Regions from separate parts of the Drosophila melanogaster genome. Here region 2 is linked to region 1. Evidence: chromatin contacts called from public HiChIP or PLAC-seq data. All regions are on one chromosome and are shown on one strand. The core of a region is the stretch at or near the end of the contact, and the rest is flanking DNA. Distances in the headings are between cores, read along the strand shown.

The links. HiChIP or PLAC-seq counts read pairs in DNA pulled down with a chosen protein or histone mark.
Region 2: a CP190 HiChIP or PLAC-seq map of the Kc167 cell line shows a contact between it and region 1, with 5 times the contacts expected there. The contact joins the promoter of CG32301 here to the promoter of Cpr62Bc in region 1. A contact is called at or near these places in 9 of 107 Hi-C or Micro-C datasets (the Kc167 cell line, the S2 cell line, embryo and 2 more) and 1 of 6 datasets of contacts at active chromatin or transcription factors (the Kc167 cell line).

Annotation. Positions count from the first base shown.
Region 1 is chr3L:1,836,984-1,844,403 of dm6, forward strand. It overlaps Cpr62Bc (Cuticular protein 62Bc), which reads right to left and starts at 5,101. Exons shown (of 3, transcript NM_139411.2): 1 at 5,007-5,101; 2 at 4,778-4,909; 3 at 3,298-4,204. The coding sequence starts at 5,021. The coding sequence ends at 3,809.
Region 2 is chr3L:2,238,314-2,245,842 of dm6, forward strand. CG32301 reads left to right here and starts at 6,165. Exons shown (of 12, transcript NM_167939.3): 1 at 6,165-6,297; 2 at 6,353-6,493; 3 at 6,550-6,700; 4 at 6,760-7,097; 5 at 7,149-7,279; 6 at 7,333-7,529. The coding sequence starts at 6,217. It overlaps ACXD (Adenylyl cyclase X D), which reads left to right. Exons shown (of 12, transcript NM_138984.4): 2 at 1-237; 3 at 780-1,603; 4 at 1,666-1,947; 5 at 2,446-2,731; 6 at 2,797-2,972; 7 at 3,035-3,250; 8 at 3,306-3,630; 9 at 3,692-3,960; 10 at 4,022-4,116; 11 at 4,171-4,322; 12 at 4,569-5,406. The coding sequence starts at 115. The coding sequence ends at 5,309.

The sequences.
Region 1 (7,420 bases), core at 3,851-6,350:
GAGAATTTGGAATTAGGAAGTAAAATATTCTAGTCGTTTAAATTTAAATAGAACTAAATGGTTTAATATGAGTTTGAAAATTTAAGTGTATATTATAAATTCCTTGGTAGATTTTGAAGTCCTATTTGAGAGAAAAGTTCAATACTATTAAGGTTAAGGTTATCCATTATCCATTCCTTATTTTGCCATCCATTTTTTCTTTACACTTAAAGGAAATACAATCGACTTAAATTAGATTTCTTGGCACGTACTTCCTTTTCATTGCCTTCATTTTCATCTCGTGAATGGAAAGATCATTCTGCACAAAGTGCCTCACCCAATGCAATTACCATGAGATCGCAGTTTTGGCCAAATCCAGAGACGAGTCATAAGCTGTGTAAGGTGACTTTGACTCGGTTTACTTTGGTCACCTAATTTGGGCTTGTTTGCACACCGACTAATTTGACAATGGAACACTCGACAACTGACTTGCAACATGGGGAATGGAATATGTTGCAAGTCGATGGTCTTGGGATTGTGGGCGTCTTTAGACTTGTTACTCGAGTGATACGGCCAACTTGGGCTAAGGCTGTCATTGTTGTCGCCCTTAGTTGGCCATGGTCCAGTGACTCCGCCTGAGCTGCCGCATCTCCAATTGAGTGACCATTGTTAACGTGGCCAGTCTGTTACAGAATGACCCGTGGCAAATGCAAACGCGTACGCGGCAATAAAATGCAAATGAATGGCTGCCTCTGGCTCTTTTGGCCCATCGTCTCTTCCTCCAACATAAATTTCGCACCTCGGCGGCCAATTTGCTGCAGACTGATGCATGGCACATCAAATTAACGGCCCAACTAATCCAGTTAACATTGTTATATAATTGACTCTGACAGTCGAAGATCTGATTATGCACTGCTGTCTTCGGCAGATGGGCTGTCCGTCTCCTATTATTTATGCCTGCTTCTACTTTACTTCTGTTCAATTATCTCCGCTCAGTTGGCCAACATTAATCGACAATTAATGGAGTTTTTCAATTACGCAGACATTCAGACGACATTTAGCACGATACAGTGGTCTACTAGTCAAGCTACACTGCGTATACGTAATATAAAGAATAATATGCTTTCATTACAGAATTAAATCAATATATTTATTTAATTAATCATAGATTTTAGAGGTGCTTACATTACTAATTGCATTTCATTCATTCTCTCATCATCATTTTTTGGCATACGCTTGACAGGGGATACAAATTTGTTTCAAATGTCAGTGTGCAACTAATAAAACGCTCGACAAGATACTTTTTAAGCCCTCTGCACATCTTTCGCAACCAGTAGCCTATAGTCGGGGTATTTTATTATCTATAAATTGTATCAGCTCCGACAGATTTGTATCTCGGAGGTTGTATCTTAATGTTGCCGCCACATACAGCAGATACCAAGATACAATAACTGCAATGGATGCCATATAGAGAGCACGTGTTGGCGACAGTTTACTGAGGCAGTCGTCTTGAATGTCAACTAGTCGAAGTGAGCAAAAACAGAAAGAGAAGCATAATGCCGAGACTTAGTAACTGTCATTTGTGTATGAAGAAGTCGCTGGCTAAGTAAAGGTTACTGGAGCAGCAGATGCGAGTTTACATTCCACTCGACATTGAGATTTCACATTTTGGCACAAGGGAGAGGTACTGCATGTCTTGAGCTCAGATAGTCAGATATAGTTAGCAATCGGATACTTCCTTCCGGCATTTCCTACATCTTGACCTTATGTAGACGGGTAATCCGCCCCCAAAGGCGGCACCTGTCCGGCATTTTTTTTTTTGTTTTTCGACTCAAGTGAATTAATGGAGACCACGTATGGCATATTCACCCTTTTGTTTTGCTTCGAGCTCGAAAAATGCGCACATTTAAACGCTCCGCTGCCCACTGATCTCTGATAAATTCTTTTTCCCTCACCCAGCACTTTTGCACCATTTTCCCGACGTCTCTGTTTTGATCGTTGGCCATTTGTCTAGAGTGTAGACCAAAAACCACGTTGTGCCCATTAAGAGATCAATATTTGGCTTTGTTTCGTTTTGTTCGCACGTTAAATGTGACGGAAATGCGAAGATTTGTTGCATGCGGAAGCCTCCACACACTCATCTCTTGTGACTTAAATGTTTTAAGTTATGCTTTATTTGTTTATTGTCTTCGCTGGAGAGATGCCCCCGAACTTGTGACCGCACTGGGGGGCAACTCCACCGTGGGCACCCTTCTGCGGTGGCTTCCAACGGCCACAAAAGTAAAAGTGCGTAAGTGGATAGGCAAAATGCGGTGGCATCAATCGACCTTGTTATGTGTTATTAAAAAAGTGTCTATTGGAAAGGATACATTTCTAGGGAAATTGTTGTATATTTGTAAGCCAATAAAAAGGTATGCTTAGTATGAAACCCTTATTAAAAAATTCTACATATCTATAAGGTACTAACTAAATAATTAATTTAATAACTAATAATATAAGTAGTAAAATAATAGTAATAATAAAGTTTAATAAATGTTTAAAATGGCTTTTCAATAAAAAATACAGTGGCATAGTTGCTTGTAGCATTCATATTGTTTTTATTAAGCTTGAAAGTAGTCTATGACTGTAAGTCTTGTTTATAGCAGCCAAAAAGCACACATCATCTATCTATTTTTTTCTAAGCCTTCAAAAATCAATTTGAAATCGTAGTTTAAAGTTGTTTAAGAAATCAATGCCCAAAAGTTTTCTACAAAATAATATTAAAGAAAGCCCATTTAATGAGTTCGAGTAGTGCATCTGGTGAAATATCCTTAAATCGGAAATTAAGAAAACTCTATGAATGCAAATTCCAGATACATAAGGCTATATATAGTTTTATATTTAAGCTTCAAGTTTCATATGAATGCTGATGCGAATCTTATTATGAAAGCGCACGTCTTGCCAGAGTACAGATGGCATAGTTCTTCTGCAGATAAATAATCAGTTAATAAACACCAACTGGTTATTGGCGGATCAAATGATAATCAACCGCCGATGATTACCTTCACCTTTTTCACTCCACGCCCACAAATTAGCCAGATCGATTATTGTCAATCAAGTGGCGTGATCTCGACGAAGTGCTCTCTACCCATCAATTTCCATAACATTCATAACTAATGGAAACCATAATTACCCATACTTGGAATCAATTTGAAAGTGAATGTGTTCTGATCAGAAATGCCAATCAACTAATTAATTGTAAGATAAAACAGAATAATCAAATTAAAGATCAATCTATGTTTTCAGTTCCTTTCTGTGCAGTAAAAAAACGAAATATTTGAATTTTTATAATTCTCTACATTTTGTATTTATAGCATTGTCAGCCGTTTCAGCTTCAAACTTATAGTATACACAAAATTATTATAATACATGTGTTTTTTTTTATTATTTTTTTTTACATTTTGTTCGTTTTTCTTCATCTTTTCAGGTTGGTTCTTCTTCGTGGGCGTGTGGCAGGATGGGCGTTTGTTCCTCACTCGATGTTTTCATTATTTACAATTAAAGAGAAGGTTGATTAACAAACAAAAGAGAGAATTGCGCGAAAGCTGAGACAGAGACGGCAATGTGTGTGTGTGTGTGTGAGGGAGACAGAGGCTGCCGGGAAAGTCCGGGGAATCCACGGCAGGACATGATGGACATGACTGTGGTACTGAGTATTTTAGCAGGCTTCGTCAGTGGATCGATCAGCCGTTTTGTGAGGTCGTCAACGTGCTTAATAAATTACAGAAGAGTGGTGTTAGCGGTGCAGGTGGTGCTTCAGGTGGTGCATCCAGCGGACTGCTCCACTTCCTTAGTAGTGGGCCACATGCGCGTGAGCGTTGTGGGTGGCGTATCCGTAGGCGGGCACCTGATGCGCCAGGGATCCGGCGTAGGGCACGGCGGGAGCGGCGGCCACATGGTGGGCAATGGCTGGGGCATAGGCCGGAGCGGCATGGACCACGGCGGGAGCGGCGTGGGCAACCACAGCGGGAGCGGCGTGGTGCACAGTGGGGCCGGTCTTGTGGACGACGGCGTTGAAGCCATTGTGGTCATCGGCGGTGTACTCCACGGTGCGCACCGAACCATCGGGCTCCACCAGAGAGTAGGATCCCTTGACGACATCACCATCACGCACTTCGTGCTGCGACTTCACGTCTCCGGTGTGAGAGTCAGCCACTCCGTAGTTGTAGTGGTACTTGGGGTAGGCCTGCGGATTGGCGTAAAGATTCCATGAGAAGAGTACGGGCCTGCTAGGATTGGGTGCTAATTTTATGTGCATGCCACACGCCACTCGAAGCAGCTGGCCATGCTAATGAAGCTAGCGTGGGAAAATGGCTAAATGGCAAATGCCACAGTGACCCTGGGCCACCAGCATCCACAGAGGAGTGGGTGAGAGGTTGTGCGGACTGATGGTGTCAGTTTTAGGGCATATTAAGTATAATTTTATGATTGCATGAACAGCCGGTAGGCTGTATAACTTTTTCGGGCTTACAGGTCGTATGAGTAATGTTTGCGGGAGGGATTACGTGTCGTATAAGTAATTTTTATGAGTCAAGATGCATGCATTTCTTAGCTCTGGATGGTATTGTAGTCGTTTGATTTTAAAAGAGCAATAAACTCATGATGCACATTTTCAATTAAGAGGAAGCTTTTCAAAATGTATGTTTTAAACAAGTCAAATGGATTCCAATAGTAGGACATTGATTTTCTTTAAGAGTTAGTAATCCTCATATGCGCTACTTTGAAAGTTAATCCTTTTTGGGTTATCTTGCCCACTTACATGGTAATCGATTCCCTCGTCGTGGTGACCATGGCCGGCATAGATGGCCGGGGCGGCGGCGTAGAGACCAGCACCATGTCCGTGGAGGACTCCGGCGGAGGCGGCGCTCAGGACGGCCAGGCAGATGAGGGACTAGATCACAGGGGATAGGGGTTTGTTTTATTAGTTTGCTATTTCGATTGGATCACAGGGCACTTTTGGCTGTCACAGGGCTGTCCTGTTCACTCACTTTGAAGAATGCCATTGTTTGGATTTTTGGGATTTTGTTTCTTGCAGACGCGAGTGTGTGCTGTACGTTGAGCTGGATTCAACTGATAACTAGAACCAAGAAGGAAGCCGCTTTTATATACAAGACAACGCCCGAGCGGCCCAAACCGAGCCGAGTCACAAAAAGCCGAATGCCAGTCGGTCAGCAGGGGCAAAAACAAAACTACAATGAAATACCAGCCAAAGCCGAGCTTTGCGGAGCGAAGCCCAAGAAGTTGAGGCCCCCACAACGCCCCTGCAACGCCCCCCCTTCCCCACCAACAATTCACAATTATTTAATGCTTTTCAGCGAAAAAAAACGAGAGTGAAGTTCAGTTCAGATGTGGAGCGACTGTTGGCTGGCTGTGGTTTGTCTTTGGAAATTGTCTGATTTCTGAGATAACCGGCGATGTATGCAAATCGAAGTCGAAATAATTGTGAAATGGAAGGGAAAACCTCACTTAATGCGAGTTCTATCTGCTGAAATCAATACTCGTATTAACATATCAAATTGGCCATTATTAAGGCGTATTAATTATGAAATCATGATCGGAAAAAAGTTGGCTATCTATATATTACCATCTCCCATCACGATTTAATTGAAATGGCCTTTGCAAGCTCTAAACTACCTAGCAAAAACAATCTTCGCGCACGAATAAAATTAGCCGTAAACACAAATATTTATGAAATAAAAAGACAATGGCTGAAATAAGTTAAAATTGCATTTCGGTGGGCGGCGGTGTTGCAGCCCCCTCCTGAAAATCCCCATGGTTTTTTTCTGTTGCATGTTGCAATTTGTTCGCTCGTCTGTTTCGTGGGCTTCAAGTCGAAGTTTTCTATGTTCTACGTTTTCTGTGCCTTATTTTGCTTGCAGCGGGCGTCGTCTGTCAAATCTTTTGGTTAATGTGATAGTACACTGCCAAAAATGGTTTGAGGTATTGTAGATTAATTTCGAAGTCTTAGTAAAACATCAGTGGTATCATTCCACTAAAACGAGCTACTGACTCATGAAATCCCATAAATCTTGAGATATTTTTGCAATACTTTTAACTAAAGTCAGCAAGTGGCTTTGTTCTTCAATTGTTTTCCAGTGCACTGACTGTTGTTCCTACTGACACTTTTTTAATTGCCATGTAGGCCGTTTTGCTTATTAAACCCATCTGGGAAAGACAAGAGGGGTGTGCTATGGGGAGGCCACCACCCGAAGACGCTGTAGAAACGCCTTTGAAGTGGGGCGCAGCGTGGCGCCACATCATTATGGCCAAAATAGACGCCAGTTCAGCCCCAACTCATTACCAGGCCAAAACTACGAACAGTAAAAAAGCAAAAGCGTTTGGTTTTGTCATATTTTTGAGGGCTGCCTTGCTTTGTTTTACGGCATATTTGCGCCAGGCTTATGCTACGTACTTGCCCTGCTTCGACTCATTTAATAAATTGTCTCGAATTAGTAGCTCGGCTCTGACATTCCCCCTTTGGTGCCCCCCCCCCCCCCCCCCCCTCTGAGCCACCATTTATGCCAGGCTGGCCATCGCGTACTACAAATTGAAGTAATCATCTCAAGGTTAGCACGACACAGCAGCAAACGACGTGTAACGGATCACTAACAGTTTTAATCTCAGCAGGGGCGTAGTTAAAAAAGAGGGTTTACTTATCCGAAAGTTAGTCCAGATTACTTTACACATGTTGATTTTCGTAGAATGGGCAGTTGGGAATGGTTAGTTGGTAAGTAAGTAGACAATGAGCTTCCTTAGAATTTAATTATATTTCTTTAAAGTTTCCCATCCCCCCTTTATGATATACCCCTCTAAATATTCAAACTGCATCTTTGAGTTTGCCTGAATTAGAGCACGATCTGATTGCGTCCTTTGTTTGCGGAAAATGACGCACCGTCGTGGCCAATTAATTGAATTTTTGCAGTCGAGACTTTGAAAAACTAGGTTTCGATTGGGTTCGAGCAAAAATGCTGTAATTGATTGCCTTTTGATGGAAGATTGAGCCATATTTGGGAAGAGGTAGGGCTGATCAGTGGTTCGCATTGTGTCGATAGAATATCCCTGATAAACAATCGTTTCAAGCCACTCAAAATTTTATTACAACTTCTAATATAACAATGCAATGCAAAACCAGTTCCACCAACTTCCTTGATACGCGGTTTCGTTTCCTAGGTATTCACCAACCCGTTAGTTAAATGTGTGGAAATTCCTTGAACAATCATATGCCACTCACCGCGGCAGAACCAAGTCCAGTTTAAACAGACTATACTATAGTAGACTAGACTAGACTAAGCCCAACAATGACAATTACGAATTCGTGAATGCGAAACTCTTTGGCCACATTGCGCGTTTCCTTTTCGATTTAATTATTCACCCCTTCCGCTGAAACTCAGATTTGAGTACG
Region 2 (7,529 bases), core at 4,915-7,414, 400 kb after region 1:
TAGGCAGCCAGCCTCTGATTCTGAGTAGCTGCCACCGAAAATGAGCCCGCCACATTGATCATCTGATCTCCCATCCACCCAATCCAATCTGAACTGAACTGAACTGGCGCCATCATGGACTCCTACTTCGACTCGGCCATCGAGTACAATCGATCCAACCCCATCAGCCTGGCCAGGACCAGCAGCCAGGCCCAAACCGTGCAGAACGAGAAGAACTGGGAGTGGTCGTACCTTGTGGTGAGTGCCTCGTCTGAAGGATGCGTCGAAAACATTCAGCACTGCAGTGGTGGAAAGTTTTATTCCCGCGTAGCTTTATCTTTATATGGGTCCGCCAATCTTTATAAGCCATCACTAAAATCTGAGTTTACCCAATTGCAACCGAATGCAAAGTTCCTGCGCTTTATAGAACAGCTGAATAGGTAGTGATTCACCGTTGCATATGTAGTAAAAATCTATTTTACTGAACTGAAAACTTATGCAAATTATTTCAACTTGAATTATAGTATTTTCTCGAGCGTCCAGTTTGAAAAGTCTCAATTAAGGTTAATGATGACAGCCATTTTAGACAAGTATGAATGGCACTTGTTAGAGCAACGTTAGCAACGAACTTAATCTTAGTCTGTACGAAGGGCAAAAGTAAAATATATAACGTAAAAACTACTCTACAGTTAATATTGTAATGAAAGCCAGGCACAACGTTTACCAATGTACTTGATACCATCTGGCGGTTCTTCTTTCCATATGTCATACTCATACCTCTAATCACTCAAATCCCACAGAGAAAATGTCGCAACCTGGAGCTGGAGGACTCGTACGACCTATACATGCGTCGCCTGCGCGTCGGCTACCTGTCGCTGTTCATCTTCATCCACGTGGCGGTGACGGTGATCCACACGCTGCTGCTGCTGACCACGCCGGAGATCAAGTACGTGTACGTGGACATGGTGGCCTACATGTGCTCCGGCCTGGTCATCTGGGTGGTGCTGGGCGTGAACTTTCGCAGCGAGCTGGTGAGCAAGCACGGCTGGGTGGTCTACGCCACCTCCTGGCTGGCGGTGTGTGTAATGGTCCTGATGGACATCGGACTGAATGTTTACCACGCCACCAGCCACAACGACATCCTGAATCCGATCTACGATGCGTATACGCTGTACGCCATATACATGTTCATGCCGGTGCCGTACCTGCTGCAGCCGTTTGTCCTTGGATCGGCAGTCACCTTTTGCTACATAATAAACTACAGCTTCGTGATCACCGCCAAGGATGACAACCAAATGCACAGCATCCTGAACGAGGCCATATACCTGAGCTGTGTCAACCTACTGGGCATTTTCTTTCGCCTGATGAGGGATATAGCGCTACGCACCACCTTCCTCGATCGCCGGCAGTATGTGGAGGAGAATCTCCTGTTGCGCTATGCCAGGGATCAGGAGCGGAGTCTCTTGCTTAGCATCCTGCCTGCCCAGATCGCCGATCGGCTGCAGGAGGATGTGAAGAACCGCATCGAGCGATCCAAGCAGCAGCACCAGCAGCAGTCGCAGGTGGATCTGCGCAGGAGTGCGGATAGCCAGACCCTTAAAAGGTGGCGACAACCGGACCATGGGTGAGTTGGATGATCCCAGTTTAAATTACTGCATATATTACAACAATTCTGCCTTTCTCCAGCACCCTCTTCATTGAGCCCCACGAAGATGTCACCGTCCTCTACGCGGATGTGGTCAACTACACCCACTTGACCACCACCCTGGATGTGAAGAAGCTAGTGGAGGCTCTGCACGATCTCTTCGTGCGTTTCGACATTGCCAGCGAGGAGTACAACGTGCTGAGGATCAAGTTCCTGGGCGATTGCTACTACTGCGTGGCTGGGCTGGCCAATCCCAATGCGGATCACGCCAAGTGCTGCGTGGATCTGGGACTGCGTATGATCAAGGACATTCGAGATGTCAGGTGGGCACAGCTTCATGCTAAGCGTTCTTAAAATATGTATGTCATTGGCCGTGTTGTGATAACTCACCACTGATAACTCGCATTTCATGCGGCCGGATGAAAGCTGTGATTACTGATAACGATTAGGAGGGAACTGTTCAATCGAATCAATCTATCATAATGGAATTAAAGGAGTTTGAGCTGTTAAGTATCAGGCATATATTTCTTTCATACTCAACTAGCGACTCAACTCGACTAAACTTTCCTTCTTCCTTTTCCCGAATTTAACCATTTCAACTGGAATTTTGTGCTGCATTGAACGTGATGTCATGATTGACCCACGTACTTTACCAAACTTGATAAGGCATACAAATTCAAATGGAAACCTAGTACCCAAAGGCAGCCCTATTAAATTGACCAATAAAAGTCGTTTGTTGGCTTGCTAATAGCTATTTATTGTGTGCTTTTGTGGAAAACAAAAAGTATATCCTTTCAATCCTTATTTTACTTTCTCCTTAGAGAGAAGCGCCATCTGAATATCGACATGCGAATCGGCGTCCACTCGGGCGATGTCCTATCCGGCGTAATTGGAGCCGCCAAGTGGCAGTTTGACATATGGTCGAAGGACGTGGATATTGCCAATCGCCTGGAGGCCACTGGAGCCACAGGACGAGTGCATGTGAGCCAGAAGACCCTATCCCTGCTGGATGGCGAGTACTTCTTCGAGGACGGCACCGAAAAGGCTCGAGAGGATCCGGTGCTGCAGAAGCACGGCATTCGCACCTTCCTTATCAAGTCACTGCGCGTGAGTATTCCCCGAACGGCCCTGCGTTCCTTGCCAGCACCATTATCTCGAACCGAAAGTTGTAGGCCCCCATGCATGACCCGCGTCGCAGGATGAGGGAGCGGCAGGTGAAGAAGCTGAGCGAGGCCAGCAAGGCCAACTTTATGCACAACTCCACGCTCCACCAGTACAACCAGGTGCGCAACCAGGCCAAGCTGGAGATGTGTCGCGAGCTGGACAAGATGCCCATCGGCAGGATACAGTGAGTAGTCCTGTGCAAGTCCTCAAAATGTAATGCAATACTTAAGGACGTCCTCTTTCCAGGCTCACCAAAGTCTTCCGGCGAAGCACTCGGCTCACCCAGGACGAAATCGAAGAAGAGACCTTTCGACGCAACATCAGCTCCTGCTGTCTGTTCTTTCGCATCCGCAACTGGGAGTTCCAGTATATCAAGGAGCCGGATGTGATGCTCAAGTACAGCATTGCTTTGGCTTGGGTCATTTACATGGGTCTGCTGACCATCCAGCTGCTGAGCAAGGAGTAAGTGATGGCTGTCCTTAGTCCACTAGTTATTTACCTTTGATGTCCACTTCAGTGCTCGCTATCACTACTGGTACATAGATGGCACCACGATTATCCTGCTCACCATGCTGCTGATCGTGTCCTGGTACAAGAAGCTCTGGATCATGTACATGTCCGATGCGGATGTGTCCTCGCCGAACGGCCGGCTCAGTGGCTTCCTCTTCCGCATGTCGGATGAGATGCAGCGCAATGTGGTCATCCGGGTGGTGATGTACTTCCTGATCATCTTCTCCTATTGCGCGGTGGCCATTATGCAAGTGGTGGGATGCAGCAGTGACGAGGACTACGCGGATCTGGATCCGACCTACGACGAGCGGGTTCAGTGCTTTCATCCTTGGGTGGGAGAGTCCCCAGATTCTGTGATGAAAAGTTTAATTACACAAACTACCTTCCCTGCAGATACTCACCAATTGCATGACCCTGGTAATTGGCATGTCCTTCCTCTTCACGCGAATCCCCTTCATCATCAAGTCCTGCTTCTCTGCTTTGATAATGATCGGCTACGCGGTGCTGGTGGTGTCCGAGTTCAACTTCATCTACGCCAACAGCCCCTCCACCAATGTGAACTTCAACGCCAAGTACTCGCATATCCTGCTGATGATCATAACGTTCGGCATTTTTCACTTGATGGAGCGGCAGACGGAGTTCATTGCCAAAGTGGATTACAAGTAACTACAGTGAACTCACCTCTTACGAGAATCGCTTACTCACACATAATTCATTTGGCAGCTGGAAACGGCAGCTAATTAAGAAGCAGGAGGACGCCCTGATCACCAATGACACCATTAAAGTGCTCCTCACCAATATTCTGCCCACACATGTTGGTAAGTTTGCCAAGTGGCCAGCTGGTGACATACTAACTCCATCCGCCCATCCAGCCGACTTCTATCTGTCGAATCAACTGCAGAACGAGCTCTACTACGAGGAGTACGATAATGTGGCCGTGATGTTCGCCTCGATCAAAAACTTCGACACCGACAAGATCGGACTGCGGGTGCTCAATGAGATTATCTGCGACTTTGACGATGTGGTGAGTAGTAGTCTGGCATCGTTTTCCGTGAATCCCCCCTAGAAATAGTACCTAAATTTAGGCACTTCGTAACGCAGCATAGCAATCTTATCGAATCGTAATGGAACGAAGTGCGTCTTCAATTAGATAGCAGTGGCATTCTTTTGAGATAAACTCCACTCTTGTCAATTGAAGGGAACCCTTAACCATAAATAAATAGAAAGAAATAAATATATCTAATTGAATTATCCGCTTCTCCGCTTATAGTTGAACAAGTACTCGCAGAGTCTGCGCGTGGAGAAGATCAAGGTGGCCAACTGGACGTACATGGCGGCCTGTGGCCTAGACGTCTCTCGTTCGGAGCAGGTGAACGCCCCGCAGATGAAGTTCCGCAACGTTTCCCTCATGCCCAACGGGCGCAGGAGTCGCTACGACGGAGCACGAAGCTCCAATGCGGACGGAGTGCAGCGGGTGCCGTACGGAAACGGCAGCAACATAGCCCTGGATCTCGACTTGGAGCGGGGTCAGTACGAGGGCAACGTGATCACCAGCGGGCCGCGCATCAGTAGCACCCACAACGGGAGCAGCAGCAACGAGGTGGTGCGCGTGATGGCCGAGTTCGCCCTGGACCTGATGCGCACGATGCGCCGCTTCAACACGGAGAACATGCAGACGGAGTACGAGGGCAGCACCGACTACGGCATGCTGAGGATCGGCATCTCGCACGGCAGGGCCATGGCCGGGGTGGTGGGCATCTCGAAGCCCCACTATGACATCTGGGGCAATCCCGTGAACATGGCCTCGCGCATGGACTCCACCGGCGTGCCCGGCCAGATTCAGGTCACCGAGAACACGGCGCTTAAGCTGCGCGAGTTTAACATTCAGTGCAACTACCGCGGCATGACCTTCGTCAAGGGGCGTGGCAACATTCCCACCTACATCATCGGCATCGACAGCGAATACCAGTTCCTGCCACATCGCCCGGCCGCGCCAACCAAAGAAGACTAGCTGAAATTTACCAGAGATTAGATTTAGGACATGCATGTATGTAAATATAGAGTATAATAGGTTTAGGACAGTCGCAAATAAAAGCTGTAATTCGAACTAAACTTGCATTCAGAATTTCTATTTTGTTGATTATGGGAAAAAATACGGTGGCTGTGTGTCAAAAGTCAATCAAATTGGAGCACACAACTGGGAGATTGCCGTTTACAATACCAGGCGAACAGCAACACTAGGAGGTGACCATTGATTTTCCCAGCATCCTTGCTCTACAGATTATGATCGCTTGGTGCAGCAAACCTGGAAATGTGCGCTCACTTGAGGCCAATTTGGTTGGGCAAATTGGGAGATTTTTCGATTTAAGTACCAGGCGAACAGAAATCGCAGAAGGTGACCAATTGATTCCTAACAGAAGCTTGTTAAAGATTATGTTTACTTGGTGTTAAAAGCCACGAATGTCCCACGAATCGCCGCAAATTGGTCGGTCTAAATCGAAGAAATTCTGTTTCCTGATACCAGGCGAACAGAAATCTGCAGCAGGTGGCTGGTCGAAATTTTTAATACTTAATATTCCATTGCATACTTTTGGGCTGCACGTATCTGCGGAGTGAACTGTGCAGTGTGGCCGTATTTTTTGAACTGTTCTCACCAAGCCCAAAAGTATGCAACAGTTTTGGGTGAAATTTAAATAAGTTTGTCCCGCGCCAAGCCCAAAAGTATGCAACAGTTTTGGCTGAAATTTAAATACGTTTTGCCCGTTTTATTTGAATTTCAAATGTCTACCGTTTATAACGGCCTAAAAACCAAGAATTTTGTAAAAGTGACAAAAGTGAAAAATAAAAAAACCCTTTTTATTTTATGTCATAACTTTATTATAAAAACACAATTTGTTTACAATATACACACTGACGAAATGGATCCGGCCTACAGCAAAAATGTAGTGGACTACCGCTCGCTTGGCAACATGCCGGGCTACGAGTGGAAACTCCTGCGGGTATGCCATGTTGCGGAAATAGCTTTCCAAGTGTCCAAGTACCATTCAATTGCAGTACAAGTGCCGCGAGTTGCGTCTGGAAGGCGTTTACCATCGGCATTGTCACCTGGTTTCGGTGGCCCTTGTGACCCAACTTATTATAGTCATCGAAATTTTGATGCTCATCCATGTGATTCTGCTGTTCAGCGTGGTTAAGGTGGGAAAAATACCGCAATCGCATCGCTTTAAATAACTGGGTTTCCTCCGATGCAGAACATTGATTTCCTCACCGTACTTCCCTATTTCGCGGTCATGTTACTCACTCCATCCATTCTGATGCCTAGCAGGGAGCCCAACGTCGAGCAATACGAATCCATTGCCATATTGGTCAGCTGTTTAATGGCTCTGCTTTTGACTGCGATGGGTTTGTGATTTCTGCGACACTCGTATCCAAGGTTCACACTAAGATCTCATCCATTTCAGACTTGATACTGCCCATCTGTTACTTCAGGCCCTTTTCCCTAGTACCAAGTTATGATCACGTTGTGATTGTCCTGATATACCTGATGTTTCCAATAGCCTTTGTGAAAAACGGCAGGGCTTACTTTTTGGGCCTGGCCGTTTCACTGTTCTACTTTGGCTACATGGCGTTGATAGACAAGATTAGCACACTGGATAAAGTGTGGGAGCTGACGGCTTATGGGGCGTACCTGTTCTTTCTGAACATGCTGTGCATGTTCCTTTCCAGATTCCAAGAGTACAACATGAGAAGCGGAATACTGAGTCGTTACCAGGTGGTGTACCAGAACTTGGTGTTTCAAGTGAGTAAATCTAAATTTCTATGTGCTAGTTACCTTATAACAATTTCTTAGATGGCTATGAAAGAGGAAAAGGCCCTGCTGGACTCGATTATACCAGTAACTCTGGCGAGATCTTTGCAAGACGCCATCGCCAGTCACATCGAAGAGGATCCGTCTAATTTAATGCCCTTTACGAAAACACGGTGAGTTATACAGATTAAAAGGCAGTTGATTGAAAGCAATTAATTGCTCACAGACATCTCTTTATGGAGCCCCATCCGGAAGTATCTATTCTAGAAGCGGATATGGTTGACTTTACGGGTCTAACCACCACCATGGAAGTTTCGGATCTTGTGGCCATCTTGCACGAGTTGTTCGTTAGCTTCGATCTGGCTGCCAACCACAACAGGGCCACCCGCATCAAGTTCCTGGGCGATTCATACACCTGCGTCA